Regions from separate parts of the Mus musculus genome. Here region 1 is linked to region 2. A link is a contact called in public Hi-C data. All regions are on one chromosome and are shown on one strand. Each heading gives the region's core, a stretch centred on a gene start, on an enhancer-like site or on the middle of the called end of the contact. The rest is flanking DNA. Distances are from core to core; before and after follow the strand shown. Region 1 overlaps Eng (endoglin). Region 2 holds the start of St6galnac4 (ST6 (alpha-N-acetyl-neuraminyl-2,3-beta-galactosyl-1,3)-N-acetylgalactosaminide alpha-2,6-sialyltransferase 4).

Region 1 (3,795 bases), core at 736-3,235, 75 kb after region 2:
TGTCATTGGCCTGCACCTTGCATAGAGCTTGAGCTGCTGAAGGGGCACCTCTTATATTTTTCTTGGGTTCAGAGGCTCGCTCAAGAATTATGAAACTATGGAACCTGGTTCAGGACCTGGTCTATTCCAAATAATTAATATATTCCATAAATGAATGCATATTTGTGTAATAAATGCATTCAAATGGGACCACGATACAGTGTTTAGGAGCACGGCTTTTAGTCAGGCATTGTAGTGTGAGACTGAGCTCCCAGTTACTCAGGAGCCTGAGGCAGGAGGATGGCTTGTAACAGTACACGTTTTAGGTCATCCTGGCCAACGTAGTGAGAGTTTGCTCAGAAAACAAACCAAGGAAAGAGGACGTAGCGTCTGGAGCCAGTCAGTCCTCATCTGAACCTCAGCTAATCTCACGGCCACATCGCTTTGTTGGCAAAGCTGTCTGAACCCTGGTCTTCCCACGGGAAACATGGAGACAATGATAATCTTTCCTACCTCACAGGTTACTGTGAGACTCCAGGATAAAGAAAGCAGAACACAGAACACAGAACCTGCCCACAGTGAAAGCTCTAGTTTGGCTGTTATAAATTTTGTCATTATTACTATGTCTCCTGGACTCCATTTTTCATCTGTAAATACTTGGACATGACCCAGTTTCCAAACATCTTCCATTTAGTTTATTACTCTTTAAACCTCACACTAGTTCGAACTCAATGGAGAAGAGGCAGAGACTGAAGATCCATTTTCAGGCAGGCTAATGGAGGTGGAGGCTCGTGGAGTTCCTGGCCTATCTGTCCGTGATCCTGGTCAGTCTTGGTGCTTTGACCACCAAGAGCCTGTGACCTGCTGAGCACTGACTTCCCTTCCTGGGAGTCTCCAAGAACGAGATCCATGCCACTCCCTCACTACCAACTCTACAAGGGTGCTTGCTGTTGTCAAGGGTAGAGATAGGAAGTAAAGCTGAGCCAATCACAGGCCAAGAATTGATATGAGTGAGTGAGTGAGCGAGTGAGTGATGGAGTTAGCCATCTTGGGAAGGATGAGAGGCTGTGGGTGACAGGGAGATACTCACCCGTTGTAGAGAGGAAGGGATTTGGGGGCTGCACATGGAGCTCAGTTGTTAGGGTGCTTGTCCATCATGAGGCCATGGGTTTGATCACCAACATCTCATAAACAGCGAGTAGCTCAGCACCCAAGAGGCAGATGCAGGAGCATTAGAAGTCCAGGTTAGGCGAGAGCGATCGCTCAGCAGCAAAGAACACTTGCTGCCCTTTCAGAAACCCCATGTTCTTTTCCCAGCACCCACATCAGGCAGTTCACACCCGCCTGTAACTCCAGCTCCAGAGGCCCCAACACCCTCTTCTGGCCTCTATGGGCACCCACATACAGACACATACACATAATTAAGAATAATTGTTTTTAAGTTCAAGGTAGCATGGCACGTGTAAAGGCCTAAAGGCCAATTGCGTGGGTGAACAGGCCTAGTGGGGGAGGCACTGCCTCTCCTGACCTTTGGCCTCCTTTGTCAGTCCCTGGCACAGAAAGATGGCTTTCTCGTCCATCCCCACATGGCTTTATAACCATCAGATTTCCTGTGTGTGTGTGTGTGTGTGTGTGTGTGTGTGTGTGTGTGTGTGTGTGGCAGATGAGTGGTGGCAGCCAAGAACCCCAGGAAAGTGACATTTGAAGTGTCTGTCTGTCTGTCTGTCTGTGTGAGTGTGTGTGTCTGTGTGTTGAGGAAGTCTGTAGACAAACTAGGGGCTGCTGGGCAGGGGTTATCTCACTGGGTCCCCAAAGGACAGGCCGGAGCCTGGATTCCGGGAGGGGCCTAGGGTCACATCCTGACCTTCAAGACAGGAACAGGCCTGGTGCCTCAGCGATTCCCATCAGCTGACTACCCTGTTCTGCTGTCCCAGACCTAGGCAGCCAAGCTTGTTTGGCTGCTGATTTGCTCCCCCCCCCACCTCCCCCTGCCCTCGGCCTGGGCAAACTCAGGGAGCTCCTTCCTCAAGATAGGAGCCAGCCAGGCTCTGACTCACGCCTAGCCAGAGGGGGCATGGAGACAGCGAGCCAGGGGAACCTCCACTGATTGTCCTCAGCTATCATGGGAGACAGTGAGGGGCTGGGAAGGCAGGGTGGCTCTGAGAAGTGGTATCACACTGAACAGCCTCTCTGTCACCCATTTCCGGCGACACCTCTGCTCCACAGTGGGAAACTTGCAGCACTGAAGGGATGTACCTAGAATCCTTCTCTTACACCGCAGAGCCTGCTCAGGGTGCCCAGAACCCCTGAGTGTCTTGCTCAGTTGTGTCTGAGCCTATTGTGCAGGCTGCAGGGGAGTGGCTTTTATTATTGTCCCCAGAAAAGAACCCTGCCCGGCTGATGTGAGTTCTTCTCTACCTGAAGAGTGGCAGAGCTGGCTCTGGGGGAGGCAGCCCAGAGGATTCTGGGCTGGGTTTCTCCCATCTGGACGCATGAGCACACTCACTTTGCTCTCAGAAGCTGAAGAGACCAAGGGGCCCTGGAGAGGGAGCTTCCTTTGTGTCTTTGTGCCTTGCAGGTGATGAGCAGGGAAGGGAACCGGTGTAGCAGGGTCAGGTGGCTGCACAGGGGCTCTCATCATCTCCCCGGCTTCAGCACTGAGTCACCCTGAGAGGACATATTTATTGGATAGACAGACAGATAGGTAGTAGACGATCAAAAAAGGGGGGGTCCATAAAGCCTGGAGAAAATCAAATGAAGTCTTTTAAGTCCTGAAAGTAAACAGCTGTGAATCAAGAACACTGTACTCGCAAAACTATCTTCCAACACTGAAGAATAAAAAAAGGCATTTTGATGCTGGGCAGTGGTGGCGCATGCCTTTAATCCCAGCACTTGGGAGGCAGAGGCAGGAGGATTTCTGAGTTCGAGGCTAGCCTGGTCCTACAGAGTGAGTTCCAGGACAGCCAGGACTACACAGAGAAACCCTGTCTCCGAAAAAAAAAAAAAAAGAAAGAAAGAAAGGTAGGTATTTTGAGACAGACACAAATGAAGGTAAGACATGATTAGTAAGGACAGCAGGCAGTCCTCGGTGGGATACTTTACAGGAAAGAACCTGGCAACTCAGCAAGCCCTAAACCTTGTATGAAAGCAAGAAAAGAAATACCAATAACTTCACAAAGCAGAACAAACCTAGCACATTTAAAGGAAGAAGCAAAACCCCCCCTTACAATTCTCTTACAAATAAATTGTTTTGGCTTATAGTTTAGTGCATCACAGTTAAATAGGACACTCTGTGTGTGTGTGTGTGTGTGTGTGTGTGTGTGTGTGTGTGTCTGTCTCTTTCTCTCTCTCTCTCTCATTTGTTGAGTCTTGACTTGTGTCCTAAGGCTGGTCTTGGAGGAGAAGTTTCTGAGAAAATCTGCTGAGGAAGACATGTGCGTTCCCTTCCCCTTTGGGTGGAATGTTCTGTCCGTATGTTAAGTCCAGTTCATCCACACTGTTCTTGGCTCCCGAGTTTCTTTGCTAGCTTTTAGTTTGGAAGACTTGCTGAGTAGGAGAGTGAAGGATTGAAGTCTCCCGGTGTTACTGTATCAGGACCTGGTTGGTCTTTGTATCTTGGAGTGTTTGTTTTATGCAATTGGAGGCTCCAATGTTTGGTGCATAGAAGTTAGAATTGTTGCATCGTCTTGAATTGTTTCTTTTATTAATCTATGCCTGGCATAGTGGCCCGCATCTTTAATCCCAGTACTCAGGAAGCAGACATAGGCCAATCTCTGAGTACAAGGCCAGCCTGGTCTACAATAGTTCCAGGACAAA
Region 2 (3,706 bases), core at 801-3,300:
GCAGAAGAGGCTGCCCTCAGATGACCATTCCAGGAATTATCATTTTCTATCAGGACACATGGCCTGTTCTGAGTATTCTTGGGTGATTTCTCTGTGCTGGCACACCTGCAGGAATTCTTCTTGGTTGGCAAGATTATGTTCATCTTCTGATGCCACCCAGAGGTATCTAGCCAGGGACATAGGAAGGTAGCAGGGAGACAAAGTAGGACCTGGGATCTGCTGCCACATCTTCTGAGGTCTGGCTCCCACGGGACTGACCCTGAACTCAGAGCCCTGAGGTCCCCCACAAAGGTGACAACTCTCCCTGCAACCAGGAACCCTGGCAGGGCCTGAGGCTATGAGGGAAGTCACCTGAGACCTCAGAGACCCAGCAGTCCTGGCTCGCTCATCTCATTTTGTTCCTGTCGGGTTTCACGTGGGTGGTGAAGGCGACTTGAGAATGTCACCAGACAGAGATGAGTCTAATGGGCACATGGGCATGAGAACCAGGGAAGTGACTCAGAATAATTCCACAGTGCCCTTCTGGGAAGGGTGTGGCTAATGCCTGTAACCCCATCATTTGTGAGGTTCAGACAGAAGGATCCCGGGCTAGCCTGGACTGTGTGATTCACACACTAGGGCCATGTGGGTAGAGGGATGAAGAGTTGAAGAGCTGCCTATCATTGACCTGTTGTGTGTCTTTGGCGCTGTTTTCTTTTCTTTTTGATTAATGATGTGGGAAAGGGATGCCTACTGTGGGCAGTGCCACCCCAGGCAGGTGGTCTAGATGGTTATAAGAAAGGTAGTTGAATGTGAGGCTAGTTAGCAGCACTGCTCCATGGCCCCCTCCTCCATGCCCTCTGCTCCAGTTCCTGTCCCTAGGCTCCAGCCCTGACTTACCTCAGTGATGGACTGTGATGTGGGAGTTGTAGACTGAAATAAAACCTTTCCCTCACGTTGTATTCGGTCATAGTGTCTGTCACAGAAACACAAAGCTACATAGAAAGATCCTGTCTGAAATAATAACTTGTAGTGTGCTGTTCATGTTGGCAAGGGTCTTTGAGCTGAGAGATAAGGAGTCCCACTAGGAAAGTGACTAGAGAATGCAGCCAGTGGAAGGTCCTGAGGCAGGAATGCGCTTGATGTGATAGGTCAGAAAGTAGCCGAAAGGGAGGGATTCCATCTGAATCCTCAGAGGATCACAGGCAGGGGGACGGCCACAGGAACCAAGCAGAAGTACGATTTTCTGGTGGTGCCCTGAGCTGTCTGTCTCTGCCCTTTCTCACTGGGACAGGGATATTTTTCCCACTTAACAGAAAAGAAAGGTGGGGTGTGGGGGAGGGACCTGCCTCAGGCATGGGCTGCATTGACATAACCAATACAAAGTGGCTGTTTTAAAAACAGCCTGCTGGGCAGTGGTGGCATACACCTTGAATTCCAGTACTTGGGAGGCAGAGGCAGGCTGATCTCTGTGAGTCCAAGGCCTACAGAGCAAGTTCCAGGCAAGCCAGGGCTACACAGAGAAACCCTGTCTTGAAAGCCTAAAACCAAATCAAACCACCAACAACAAAACAACCTGAGCCACTAATCCCAGCTCCCAATTCTCTAGCAGAGATAGCTGGATCTCGGTGAGTTTGAAGCCTGCCTGAAAAATGTGGGGTCCTGTCTCAAAAACACGTTTCTTCATTGCCTATCTGATATTCATAGTCAAGTTCACATCATTTGAGCTGACAACCCAACAACTATCCTGAAACTCAGGGCTGCTTAGTTTGAAGCCTTTGCTTCATTTCCTATCCCCTGTTACTTCCCGGGTAATTTCAGAAATGGAGAACCTCAATTCTCCACGGCCAGTAGCCATCACACGGGTGGCTCTCTTACTGTCTTCCTTCCAATCACACAAGGACTAGAGTGGGAAGACAAACTAGACAGGCCCCGCCCTCGACGTCGAGACCTCGCCCCCAGCCCGGAGGTCTCTGAGACATCCACGCGCCGCTAGCCGGCGCTGCGCAGGCCCCGCCCCCTGAGCGCAAAGCCTCCGCCCCTCCCAGAGGCCCCTCCCACGCCCCCGGCTGCGCTGCTCTAGCTTCAGGCTTCAGAAGCTGCGGCCGCAGCACCGCCTCCTACCCGGGGCCCGGTTCCAGCCCCTCTGGCCCGGCGCACTGGACATGGAGCTCCGAGCAGCGCATCCTGAGCCCCCAGCGCACTCCAATCCGCTCGTTCGGTTAGCGCCCAGCTTGGGGAGGGGACGGTGGAAGCTAGCCGGGTGAAAACCTCACATCCTGCCCGCCCCAGGCCTCTCCATCACCCCGCGGTAGAGAGTTGGGATGGATGGGAACGATGTTCTCCTGGCTCCTGGCTTTCTTTGCCTGCCTCCGACCGAATGGATGACCTTGAGCCGAGAGCGTCTCCTCTTTGCCTCTCCTTCCCCATCTGCACAATGGGAATTGGTTTGGCAAGGTCTCTGAACTCACGGCCTTTAGAATGGGACACGTTGTCACATGCTTGGAGACTTAAAGGCTTTTGGTTCCTGGGCCCGTTTTTCTTGATCTGGATTTGTCTCTTCCCTTGCCTCAGTTTCTCTCATATCCTGGGACCAGCTTCCAGCCTTTCTCATCCCAAGCACTGGAGACAGCAGCCTCCAGACTGCTAAGAGCAGAGACAGCATGAAGGCCCCGGTAAGTGACAGGGAAGAGAAAAAGTTGCCTGGGGATTTGGGGGTGACCTGGGTAGAGCTTTACAGCCGCCTCCCACACCCGGAGTTACAGTGATCCCCTAACCCCTTTTGGTGTCGGGGGATGAAACTCAGAGCCAGGCACATGCTAAGCACATGCTCTAGCATGGAGTCCCTCCCACAGCCCTTAGTAGTTGCTTCTGCGCCAGCCCCCTGCTCCTGGGGCTGTGTGACCCCAGGCCGGTGTCTTCCCCTTTTGGTTTCAGTTTGTTTTTCTCACCTAGAAATGGAAGTAACCCGGTGTCACTTAGTTGGGAGGGAGGTGTGAGACTGAGTGTGACGCTCTGGTCTTTCTGTCTTTACCAGTGAGCCCCCTGAGTGCTGGAGTGGGGAGGTTAATTACCACTGCCCAAGTCAAGGTCTCTGGTCCCTTGTGGGCAGCAGACCAGTTGTTGTGTAGAGCCGGAGGCCTTAGGAGCTGTGAACCCGGTCTCCTGGACAGCTGGCCACACAGAGAAGACTTATTTTTAGAAACTGATGTGGCTTATGGACAGACAAGGAAGGGTGGGCCCCTGGCAGGATGTGCTGGGGGCTGTTCTACACCTCTGCCTTTCTGGGTACACTGGCTAGCTCCTAGTGTTTCTTCTGGAATGACTTTGGGCCTAGAAAACTGGAGTTCTGAGAGTCACAGGTACTGAGATGGATGGCCCAGCACACAGTGGTAGACACCTTGCTGGGTGCTTTCAGTGGGTGTGCAGGAGGTCACCCCCAGGTGACCGACCCAGAGGGCTTCTTCAAGTGGCTTTCGGTGTATTTCTTCTAGAAGTGGGAGAGGCTGAGCGGAAGCATCCCAACTGTTGGAAGCATTTTCTGTTTATTTGTTTCAGTTTTTGAAACAGGGTCTTGGTCTGTAGTCCAGGCTAGCCTGGAACTCACTGTGTAGCCCAGGTTGGCCTCACACTTGTAACAGTACTGCCTCGGGCAAGGAATGAGCTACCATGTTTATTATTAGATTAGACATTTAGATTATTAGATTATTATTAGATTAGATGGAGA

What was found. Hi-C and Micro-C count contacts between places; a contact is called where the count stands out from the background.
Region 1: a contact with region 2 is called in a Hi-C map of the N1E-115 cell line, with 1.7 times the contacts expected there. The contact joins the enhancer-like site here to the promoter of St6galnac4 in region 2. A contact is called at or near these places in 8 of 39 promoter capture datasets (the 3T3-L1 cell line, the C10 cell line, the HPC-7 cell line and 5 more), 7 of 484 Hi-C or Micro-C datasets (the N1E-115 cell line and embryonic stem cells), 8 of 115 datasets of contacts at active chromatin or transcription factors (the HPC-7 cell line, the NIH/3T3 cell line, the SCID.adh cell line and 2 more) and 3 of 9 other capture datasets (adipose tissue, liver and pancreatic islet).

The regions. Positions count from the first base shown.
Region 1 is chr2:32,659,991-32,663,785 of GRCm38.p6, forward strand. The region is part of intron 2 of Eng (endoglin); the gene reads left to right. Among named protein-coding and RNA genes, the nearest start is that of Mir1954, 9.6 kb to the left of the region's middle. Within about 2 kb of position 1,986, at least 48 of the 459 cell types and tissues checked have an H3K27ac peak or open chromatin away from gene starts, as enhancers often do. A contact at or near this core is called in the N1E-115 cell line and the SCID.adh cell line, where this site is marked.
Region 2 is chr2:32,585,028-32,588,733 of GRCm38.p6, forward strand. St6galnac4 (ST6 (alpha-N-acetyl-neuraminyl-2,3-beta-galactosyl-1,3)-N-acetylgalactosaminide alpha-2,6-sialyltransferase 4) reads left to right here and starts at 2,051. Exons shown (of 6, transcript NM_001276425.1): 1 at 2,051-2,200; 2 at 2,554-2,654. The coding sequence starts at 2,643.